Linked DNA regions of Danio rerio: region 1 is linked to region 2. The links are chromatin contacts, called in public HiCAR-type maps. All regions are on one chromosome and are shown on one strand. The core of a region is the stretch at or near the end of the contact, and the rest is flanking DNA. Distances in the headings are between cores, read along the strand shown. Region 1 holds the start of xpot (exportin, tRNA (nuclear export receptor for tRNAs)). Region 2 holds the start of rpl18a (ribosomal protein L18a).

Evidence for each region. HiCAR-type assays count read pairs that join an accessible place to other places.
Region 1: a HiCAR-type map of caudal fin shows a contact between it and region 2, with 10 times the contacts expected there. The contact joins the promoter of xpot here to the promoter of rpl18a in region 2. A contact is called at or near these places in 7 of 18 Hi-C or Micro-C datasets (caudal fin, embryo, fibroblasts and 3 more) and 4 of 4 datasets of contacts at active chromatin or transcription factors (caudal fin, embryo, gastrula embryo and 1 more).

What each region holds. Positions count from the first base shown.
Region 1 is chr4:896,885-902,524 of GRCz12tu, reverse strand. xpot (exportin, tRNA (nuclear export receptor for tRNAs)) reads right to left here and starts at 1,402. Exons shown (of 25, transcript NM_001044852.1): 1 at 1,281-1,402.
Region 2 is chr4:645,513-651,188 of GRCz12tu, reverse strand. It overlaps rpl18a (ribosomal protein L18a), which reads right to left and starts at 3,658. Exons shown (of 5, transcript NM_201060.1): 1 at 3,609-3,658; 2 at 1,597-1,776; 3 at 904-1,033. The coding sequence starts at 3,626. dynlt1b (dynein light chain Tctex-type 1b) reads left to right here and starts at 4,587. Exons shown (of 5, transcript NM_001135783.1): 1 at 4,587-4,613; 2 at 4,720-4,761; 3 at 5,603-5,676. The coding sequence starts at 4,587. LOC137495133 (small nucleolar RNA SNORA68) reads right to left here and starts at 1,252; the gene lies at 1,116-1,252.

The DNA of each region.
Region 1 (5,640 bases), core at 153-2,652, 250 kb before region 2:
TAAATATAATAATTTCAGACAATATTTTTTTACAAGAGGATTAAAATGTAATTTTGTAATGAGCTCAGGTCTGTTTTGACACAGAGAAGATTGCTAAAAGCCTAGTATGTTTTTAAAAAAAAAAACCTAAATGCAAACATTTTACGCTTGTATTTAAAAAAATGTGTTTGTTTGCCCACCGACAAACCACAGCAGGATAAAAAAACAGGGGTCTCGAACTCAATTAATGGAGGTCCGCCAGTAGTCTTGAACACCTTAATTAGTTGGATTAGCTGTGTTTGATTGGGGATGCAGTGATAAAACAATGAAAACATACAAAACTTTTCTTACAGTTCACTCATTTATGAGAATATTTTATAATAAACTATTTTATTTTATATTTTAGCTTAAGAATACTTTGCATTGAGGGTTAAAGAAATCCTAAAAAGCACTAAAACATGCTTAATAAATAAAACAAATACCCAATACCATCATGAACATGATTTATTCTCAATTACAATGTGAATGTAAATAATAAAAGGCTGGTTGATAATGCAATTCAATTTTAATATATATCTAGGAATAATGAATGACCTCTCCAGAACAACAACAGACAAATGACCGGACACACACAGGCTGAATCAGCACTCTCCTTTATTCTTTAACCACAACACCATGTTATGGGATGGTGGTAGTTTTAGGAGCTGTACCATAGTTATACTTTAATATTTAGACAAGCACGTATTATTCCAGGTATGAATACATATTGTAGTACTCCATTATCATGACATACGATCTGACAGATACACAACACTTTTCTGATGCAACACGGGCCCAATAGTGAGTTTAATCAACCCCATATAGCCCACTAACACAAAAAACTTTTCCACATTCACAGTACTATTACATTTAGCTCAGATATTTGCTAAACTCACGGTTATGTTGTCATATTTTAAAAACAACCGACTTGCTTCTGCGCGCTCACGTTGCTAACCGACCAGCGTGTCACGCGCGTGCGGAATCTCAGTGAACGTGGCGTGACAGACCGAGAAAACACAACGAAATAACGACAAACATCCGCCGTACAGCTAAACCGACGAACATGTGTGCCGTTAAATCGGTAGACTGATGAATTATCAGCTTAACGGACTGATACGCGTGTTGTGAATGTGATGGTCATGACGGCTCGTGCAGGCGCGCGCTGTCACACAAAAGACTCGCCCGAAACTTCAATCCAAATGAATAAAAACGTGCGGCGACGGTGTAAATTAATAGATGAAGCAAATGTTACCACAGCTTACCGTGAACTTTACCGCTCCATCATCATCCGCCCCGCTCCGGGCACTCAGTGCGCATGTAACAGATCGAACAGTGGCGTGTCTGGCCGACCGGAAGTGCGGCGCACGAGAACAGGAAGAACTTCAAGCACAGGAGCGCGCACGCTTCACGTAAATAAAAGAGGGCAGAAAACCACATTTGCGTGTGTGTGTGTGTACAGCAGAGTGCCTATATATAATTTATATTGTATTCTGTAGTCTTTGGGTTCAGTATGCGGCTAACTTTTCCATGACTGTTACATATGTCATCTTACAATGCATAAATGTTAGTTATGTTATAATAAAAACAAGAGATGCAATAAAGAAAAACAAACAAAAATACAAATAAAAAACAACATTTAAGAAATGTAGCGGTTTTATTTTATCTTTATTTAAAATAAAAACGATAACTGCAACAGAATTTATTACAGGGCAGCGATAAGAACTCCTTTCTAAGGCCCTGTCCTCTTATAACACTGTCTGTAACTCCCATCTCAAATCAATTTGTGGAAAAGAGCTTGGGGTGGATATTTTGGAAGAAGAATGGGAGATAGATTGATCTCTAGCCAATAAGCTTTCAGTTTGCAATAGGGCCAGAGCCATTCAACTCGGGAACCTTCAAAGAATTTATATCACATCTCAATTAAGACATAAATTCAGTGCAATCCACTCACCTCTATGCAAATCAAATATAGGGGATTATATTCATTGCACATGGTAGTGTCAGGTGATTCAGGCCTATCGGCACAGAATCGTAGCCCAAATAAACAACATTTTTGGTCTGGACATGGATATAGACGTTCTGTCCCTTCTCCTGGGTTTTAATTGCAAACTAATTAGGAACAAGTAAGAACAATGACTTTTCTGCCTGTTAACTTTTGCTGCCAGAAAGAACATTTAGATGTCATGGATCAATGATAAGCCCCCTTCCATGAAGGATGGCAGAGAGACTATCCCCCTGTAATACTTAACATGTCTCAGCCACTCCACAACTGATATCTGCACAATATAAACCTTGCTTTATGTGACATTTTGAAACTCGTAATGACATAATGTCTGTACAGACATTAATTCACATGTGTTTTCATCAAACTTCTCCCTCTTCCTGCCATATTGTATTATTTGTAGCATAATATCTTATGGCTTTGGCCATATGTATATTTTCGTATATGCAGTTATGTTTTGTGTCAGGCATTTTATGTTGTGTTTGTATTTTTGTTTTGTGAATGACTAAAAGGGAAAAAACTAATAAAACATGTTTAAAAAGAACTGAAAATTGAAAATAACGAAAAATAATAGAGATATTTGAGTAATAATAAAAATAAAATACTAATAAATATCCCAATCATTTCCCTTCTCTCGCATTACAAATCACTGCTGTTTAACAGATCTGTTGTGTTTATTTCTGTCCACTAGAGGACTCTGTTCACCAAACAATGACACACAAGTCGAATGATTTCTTAATGAACAGAACTGGATTTCATCCACTGTTTAATTTTGCTTGAATAGTAATATATCGTTAATTGAGCATTTATAGGTGTTCAGATCATTATTTCAGATCCAATATTTTAGATCTGAAACACACATTCAAGTATTCAGTTTAATTCCTTTACCCATGTCTGTAGATTTCAGTCATGAAAGTTGCTGAGTTTGAGTCATTGACATTTCTATTTTTCTTTTCGTCATTTCTACTTTAGCAGTAAAACTTCAAAGATACCCCAAGACAGATTATACAAGAACTTTTACATCAGACAGAACAACATTTTTGCAAAATATTAAGGCATTTATGTTTTAAGAGCATGTTGTACATTAAACACTGTTTTTTCTGATAGTCCTTGTAAGATGGAGATTAGTTAAAGCTTTATCTTTATCTCTCACAGGAGCTGTTTTGATGTCTACAGACTCAGTTGTGTGGGTTGCCAAATGTCCTGTATTGGCCTAGATGTCCGGTATTATTCAGAGCTCTTTTGATTTTTCCCCTTTTATAAACTGCTATGCAGATTGAACAACACAAAGTGTTCATCTTGACACTTGAGGATGATGCATCTCTATTGTCTACAGAAGAGTTTAGATGATACTTTCCTCTCAGATGTTCGCTGTATACCAGCACAAGCAGCAACCTGTGTCCTATAATCATACTATAAATATGGTGTTAAATATGGCTAAACGATACAATGCGAGTCCATGAAAGAGCTCAATAGCAAATGACATGACTGTACACCTGAAGAAAGTTGCAAATTATAAACTCAAGCACGAAAAATATGATTGTGAGGACACATAAGTGCGCTGTGTGGACACAAACAAACACTGCAAGCAGCACCCATACGCGATTAATTACACTATTTTGGGGAAAAAAAGGGTGGAGCTAAAATGCCTATGTGTTAGCATAACAGCAGATTCAATATGGCTGCTTCTCACTCAGGGCTGTTTATGCTAATGAGTGAGAGATGGTCACTAGTGGGTGGGGCTTTCTGTCTCTGATGACACATACAAAGGCACATGCAAATTTTGACTATTAAAAAATTATTAATACATTTTTACCATTAGAAGCTGGTTATATTTACACACCTTTGCTGCACAACTGTGTTTAAACACCTTATAAAGGTGTTTTTTTTTGCATAATAGGCTCTTTAAAACAGGGCCCTGCGAGCCAAAGTCCCTTTCTCTCAGTGTAAACCCGCACATGTTTATTTAAAGCAAAGCTTTTTCATGGAGGCCTGTGGAGCCGTGTTGAAAAGCAGTCGCTCACACTGCCTCACTTCTGCGCTGAAGAGCGTTGCATGCAGGTACAGAGGAAGGAAATCCTCTCAACCAATAATCCTGGGTAATTTCCACGGCTCTGCAGCTGCCGGCCAGCTAAACTATACAGATGTTTCCCACGATCCAGAGCCGATCGATTTCCCTCCTGGAGGCAGTAATTGTGTGATCCGACAACACAAAAACTGCAGTACAGACTCGAGTCATGCTTTCTTCTTCCTCTGAACAAACCGCAGCCACTGATAGTCCTCTGTGAATGTGAAAATCAGCCTTGGCTTTGCTCAGTAATTTGGTCAATTAAATAACACACACCGTCCCTGAAGACTCAAGAAAAACACGTCCTTTCTTTAACTCTGAAGAGCAGGAGGGCTTTCTCTCACATGTCAGACAATACCATAGTCAGTTGAATACATAGTGTTTTTGATCATAGTGTATTTGAACTGGAGCAGACAACAGATATTTTTAAATGTGTAAAATTAAAATGACTTCTGAGACTGAAGGTTACATTAAAAGATACACAAAAAGTTTTCGTTACAAAAACACTATAATTATAAAATACTATAGTAATTTATGGCCGATGCAATGTTTTTGAGCCATACTAAAATACTTGAACTAATCTGTTGTGATCATTCTACAGTTGCTATGGTAACACAAGAACTACACCAATTAATCTGTTGTGGTGATTCTACAGTTGCTATGGTAACACAAGAACTACACCAATTAATCTGTTGTGATGATTCTACAGTTGCTTTGGTAACACAGCAACTACAGTAATTAATCTGTTGTGGTGATTCCACAGTTGCTATGGTAACAAAAATTACTCCAATTAATCTGTTGAGGTGACTACAGTTGCTATGGTAACTTAACAATTACAGCAATTAATGTGTTGTGGTGATTCCACAGTTGCTATGGTAACAACAACTACAGTAATTAATCTGTTGTGGTGATTCCACAGTTGCTATGGTAACAACAATTACGCCAATTAATCTGTTGTGGTGACTCTACAGTTGCAATGGTAACTTAACAATTACAGCAATTAATGTGTTGTGGTGATTCCACAGTTGCTATGGTAATACGACAACTACAGCAGTTAATCTGTTGTGGTGATTCTACAGTTGGTATGGTAACAGCAATACACCAATTAATCTTTTGTGGTGATTCCACAGTTGCAATGGTAACTCAACAACTACAGCTATTGTTCTGATGTGAGGATTCTACAGTTGCTATGGAAACATGACAACTACAATAATTACTTTTGGTGATTAAACAGTTGCTATGGTAACTCAACAACTACAGCAATAATCCTTTGTTGTGATTCTACAGTTGCTATAGTAACATGACAGCTACACCAATTAATCTGTTTTTGGTGATTCTACAGTTGCTATGGTAACACAACTACAGTACTATAAACAGATGGCCCAATTCTGTAGTTTTCTATGGAGTATATTAAGCTAGAACACACCACAGTTTACTGTAGTGAAATGTAAAATATACTAGTTAATACTACAGAGTGCTGCGGTATTCATTAGGAAAAAGTTGTAAATACTATAAGTACAATACACTTTACTGTAGTACGGTAATCAAAACA
Region 2 (5,676 bases), core at 2,409-4,908:
AGTAAGGAGTTTTTTTTTAGATGAGCCCAGTTGGAAGTTTTAATTGCCTTATCAAACTTTTTGTTTTAAATAATAATTTAATAATTAAAAAAAATAAATGGTTTAGTTAATTCTGAGCCAAATATTGTGTCAAAACAAGCAAGCTCTAGTTATATACTTAGTCTTTTTTCAACAATCTGCTTATATATATATATATATATATATATATATATATATAATATTTTAGGTTTTAAAAACACACATGATGCACAACATCATGTAGAGGTCAGCTTCCTCAGCAGTAAATACATGGAAAACATTTCAGAAAGAGTTATTGTGAGGAAAATAACTAAACCACTATGGTAAATAGTTAAAAACTACAATATTAAATAGAAAGAAGTTTTATTTAGATGGATTGTTGGTGAGGTGTTGGCTGATTGGGTAGATCTACATGAACAAAGGAAAGATGAGACCTGCTTAAAGAATTAACACCTCCAACACAACAGTTCAGTAGATTTAAGACTTATTAATGCCTAAAATTGTGTTTTTGAGATTTAATGACATTAAGCCCCCGCTGACACCCTAAAACAGCTAATAGATACTGATCAAAATCCAATTCAGGCTAAAATAAGTGCAAACATTCAGCCTTTAAAACAATGAATGAGTGTAAATTATACAGATACTCAGTCTCTGATTGGCTCATACGAGTTTCTCTCGTGCTATTTTTTTTAACACAAGTACATTTATATGCATTTGATTATGTATTAAATCATCTACAAATCAACAACTAACATCTGCTGCTGAGAAGCCCAGAAATGTGAAAAGGGTCCATATAAATGTAGTGTACTGCACCTCTCTGTGATACACACTCTATTATTGCAATTCTACAGGGTGCAGCCCTATCTAGGTGTGTGTGAAACTCACAGCACTGGGTGACGGCTCCAGACGTGGTCAGATCTCTGTACTCGCGGTACATGTTGTGGGTTCCACTGCGGGAGTCGTAGCGCAGCCAGATGCCAAAGTTCTTCACCTTCAGGGGAGATTTCTCAAAGACCTGCGCGGTAAACAAGACAACTCGAGATTAAACGAGTAACGAGCTGACAAATCAACATTAATTAATGCATTAATACAGGATCAGATGTGGCTCCTTGAATTCACTTCCAGAGGCACGTCAACACACAGCCCATGAAAGGCGACAAGGTTCCGTTTGCTTTGCGCACACATAGCAAGGGCAAGACATGATGGAGAGATGACCTTTGGGTTTGTGTGCTCGTATTATTAAATCCTGCAACACTTTGAGGTTCCTGTACAATCAGCTTACACTGATATAAGACAGCCTGAATAAATCACAGCTCCTGGAATCTTCTACTCAGTTATTTCACACACTCGACTGGTGTTATGAGGTGAATTTAGTATTGGTATTTGTAAACAAGCTCAAACATGCAGAATTATCCCACTTGCTCTACTGTAATCAATCAATTCACAGACTAATTGTAGATTAACGTTATGATGCAAACACTAACGCATTGCCCATCCTCACACCTCGGGGAACAGAGTATATACAGCTAGCACATGGATCATTCATCAGCATTTGTTCGAGTGAAAAGGCATTCGCACCAGGCCGCAGTAGACGATCTCTCCAGAGGCCTTCTTCATCTTCCTCAGCTGGGAGACGAAGTACCAGAAGCGAGACTTTGCCACCACATGGTTTGGGGCGAAGATCCTCATGCGGTACAGAGGAGGTGCGGGGTTTTTCACTGAGGGCAACAGACGCCCAACAACCTTATATTCCCGAAGCTGGAGACACAAACACAGCATTACACTTCACATCTGACAACAACACACAGAGACAAGCACACGCTGTACAGAGGAGAAACTCGACATGCAAATGAGAACGCCATGATTTAAGGTTTTAGTTTTGTTGTTTAAATATCAAAATGGACGACCACTACGATAATTAAATCGTACACTCCAACAAGTGCACTTAGAAGTGATTAAAAAGGCTGCTTTTGAAGTTGGAAACCTCAATGTCATTTGATAATTTCTAATAAATTCAGCATTTTTCTCTGACTTCTGTGTGTTCGCTCAGAAATTTCACTTTTATAGTGACGATTAAGTTTTATTGTCTTTAAAGTGAAACACTTGAACATGAGGCTGTGTAAAATGCTCACTTTAGGACACAATTTCAGACGGCATTTGGAGGTTTTGGCATCTTACATTTAAATTCAGTCATTTAGCAGACGCTTTTATCCAAAGCGACTTACAAATGAGGACAAGGAAGCAATTTACACAACCAAGAGCAACAATGAATAAGTGCTATAGGCAAGTTTCAGGTCTGTAAAGTCTAAGAAGGGAAGTATTAGTATTATTAGTATTTTTTTTTTTGGTACAGTTAGTGTGATATTCAGAGAGGCAATTGCAGATTAGGAAGTGTAGTGGAGACTAAATAGTTGGGTTTTTAGTCGTTTCTTGAAACACTTCAGTTAACTCTTATCTTAACTCTTCAGTTGTCACCCTAATTTACTAAAACCCTTTTGTTTTTTAAATCAAGTCTTAATACTAATTTATAATATTTGGCTTTTAACACATGAGCCTTACATCAGTTTATTAGTCCTTTGCTTTAAATGGTGTACGCTTGTGCTGCACTTTGATAAACACGTTTATAAAAGCGTTTCATACACAAACAGCGACTTATTGAAATAAATTATTAATAAGGCATTTTTAAACTAGTGCCATTTCTCTTTTGTTAAATGTTTAAGTTCACTAGAGATCAAACAAGCAGGAGTATCTTTAACTCATGAATAATCTGAACTGCTTTTGATTCAACTTTGAACTGAGCATTATTGAAGTGTAATATTAGAAACAATTGACACTGTGCTCTTATATTATAATTAAAATGTACACCTGCTGCAGAGTGCCTGGCACATCTCAGATGTGCATTAATCTGCTTACACTGTTCAAATTATGCATTTGAGGATTTATTGGCCAGGTTTTTATCTTAATACTACTACGTGTAGGATTAGATTCCTCCACATCTCCCCTAAAGCCTTCTCTTGTGTTTTGACACGATTTTCTTTGTATATTTGGCAGTAAAATAGCGTAATTTCGATGTCGGTAAAGGTGTTGGAACACAAGAAATAAAGTTTATCTATACTAATAACTCTTATTAAAGTCATCCGACAATAAAACACGCAGAATTGTTCTTTAAAATCCTCAACGCTAACCTAAACACGTCTATTAAAGCGAACTATTACTACGAATACACCAGGCCTCACGTTAAATCAACGATGATGGGCGACATTAAAATAACATTTAAGACAATCCGCCGTCAAGTTAAAGTGCACAATCTCACGCAAAACAAATTAAACTGTGCTTAAACGCGTGTTAAAAAGCGAAATCACAGCAATGTTTTAATTGTGTGCGCTTGTCTAACAGCACATGGGGATCCTCCAGCCGCCATGTTGCTCACTCCGCTACATCAACACGTCAAAGCACATTTAACGCTATAATTTTGCACACAGATCAGCTGAAGCCGCCGTTATGCACATCTGGGTGTCTTATACGCATTTTCGGGTCTTATTTGTGAGGTTTAATCGACTGTAAGATGATTTAAGAATAGTTTTACGTACTGTGCCAGACGCCTTCATGGTGTCTCACGCCGACGGCCACTGTGAAAGAGGAAGCAGCAGGGCGGAGACTCCTGACGTCAAGCCTCTTCCGAAAGGCGGGACTTGCTGGAGCCGTCTTCATTAGCCATCCAGAATGTCAATCATGGAAATGATTGGTCTCGTTAAAATTTAATTAAAATAAATTAATAAATGTAGGTTATATAAATGTATAATAATTATTATTATTATCGTAATTAATTGTAATGTGTGTGATGTAATTTGCTGTATAATATTTATCATTTAAAACTACAATTCATTTACAATAATGTAACAAAAACGAAATAATACAAAAAAACAAAAACAAATATTAGTTATTAGTTATAGTTAGGCTATAATTTTTATTAAATAAATTTCTTTGTATAAAATGCATAATATTTATAACATAACAATATTTAGCGGTCAATCATAGATATTACAGGTCTCGTTTTTAATTTAAAATTAGTTTATAAATATTGAAGAATATAATCATAATTAAATGTAATGCATTCAATGCAATTTAATATATACTATTTATTATATATAAATATTAAATATTCAACATCAAAGCTAAACATTTGGGTATAAATGTTTATGGTTTCCTCGTCTAATTTACAAAAAAAGTCTCTAAACATTTTTGCAGCAACTTGTTTTCACTGTATACATTAAAGTAATCGGGTTATAAGTCACTGCTTTATACATAATGCTTACTTTATTGATGGGTAAATTTCAAAGTGTTTTCCATTCAATCTGCTCAAACAAGGTTTGCATTTTGGCAAAAACGTGGCTCTGCATAATGATTTAGCATTCTGTCATACCTGACATTTTTACGACGCGTTTATTTACATTTATTTACTTATTAATTTTACTTTAAACACGCATGCCGTACGTTTTCTGTGCGTCACGACGTAGGCAACGTATTATTTCCATGACAACCACTCGGGCTGACGACAACAAGCAAACATGGACGACGATCAGACAGTAGAAGAGGTAAAAGATGTGCAGGATTAAATAAATATGTAAATGCTGAAATCTTCATAGTGCTGCAGTAATACGGCGTTTGTCTTACGCCTGTGTTTATTGTCGTGTTTTCCAGAGCGCGTTTATAGTGGACGAAGTGAGCAGCATCGTGAAAGAGGCGAGTTTCTTTTTCTCAGACGATGATGATGCTGATTCATGTGTATTTAATGTGTTTAATGTCCACAAAATGTGTGTTTTATGTGTGGTTTAATGTCTGAGTGGGTTATGAACTGTTTTGGGGTGAACGCGGCTGTTGCTAGAAGGGATACAGCTGCGGCCGAGAGATAACGATAATTATTTATATTGGTAATTAAATTACCTGTTAGCTGTATTTTATTAACATCTACCCCTACCCTAAGCTTAACCCAGACTATCACAGTAATGTTAAAACACTAAATATACCGAGTATTATTCGTATTCTTTTTACATCACCAATTAAATTGTATTTTATTGACGTCTACCCTAAACCGACCGCTCTTTGCAATGTAAAAACAGCAATTATACAGAGAATTATTCATATTATTTGTAAATTACACATTAATTGTTTATTAATAACGTCTAATCCAATATCAACCTTCTCAGTAACGTAAAAATCTGATTTATTGTTGTATAGTGTCACAAAAATATGCTATATTGATGTATTTGCAGCTGTATCCCTTTTAGACTGTACTGGTTGACACATTACAAGTTACAGGAGTCTCGCACTTTAATCTGATTACTTTAAAGTAAATATAAATAACGATAATATCTGCATTTAAAGTCTTCCCAGTTACTTCTCTAATGTATTGTCTTTCAGCTCTTCTGTGCCCATGTTTCATATAATATTATTATTATTAACATGCAAAACAATCCAACAAAAAGCGTATAGATTACATGGACAATATTCAGTAACAATCACATAAACAAGAGCAATACAGAGGAATAAAGACCACACATTAGAGTTAACTGTGTGTGTTCAGTCTCTAGAAGCGGTGATCGGCAGAAACATGTATGAACACAATCGTGTGAGCCAGTGGACGTCCAGTGTGGCGGA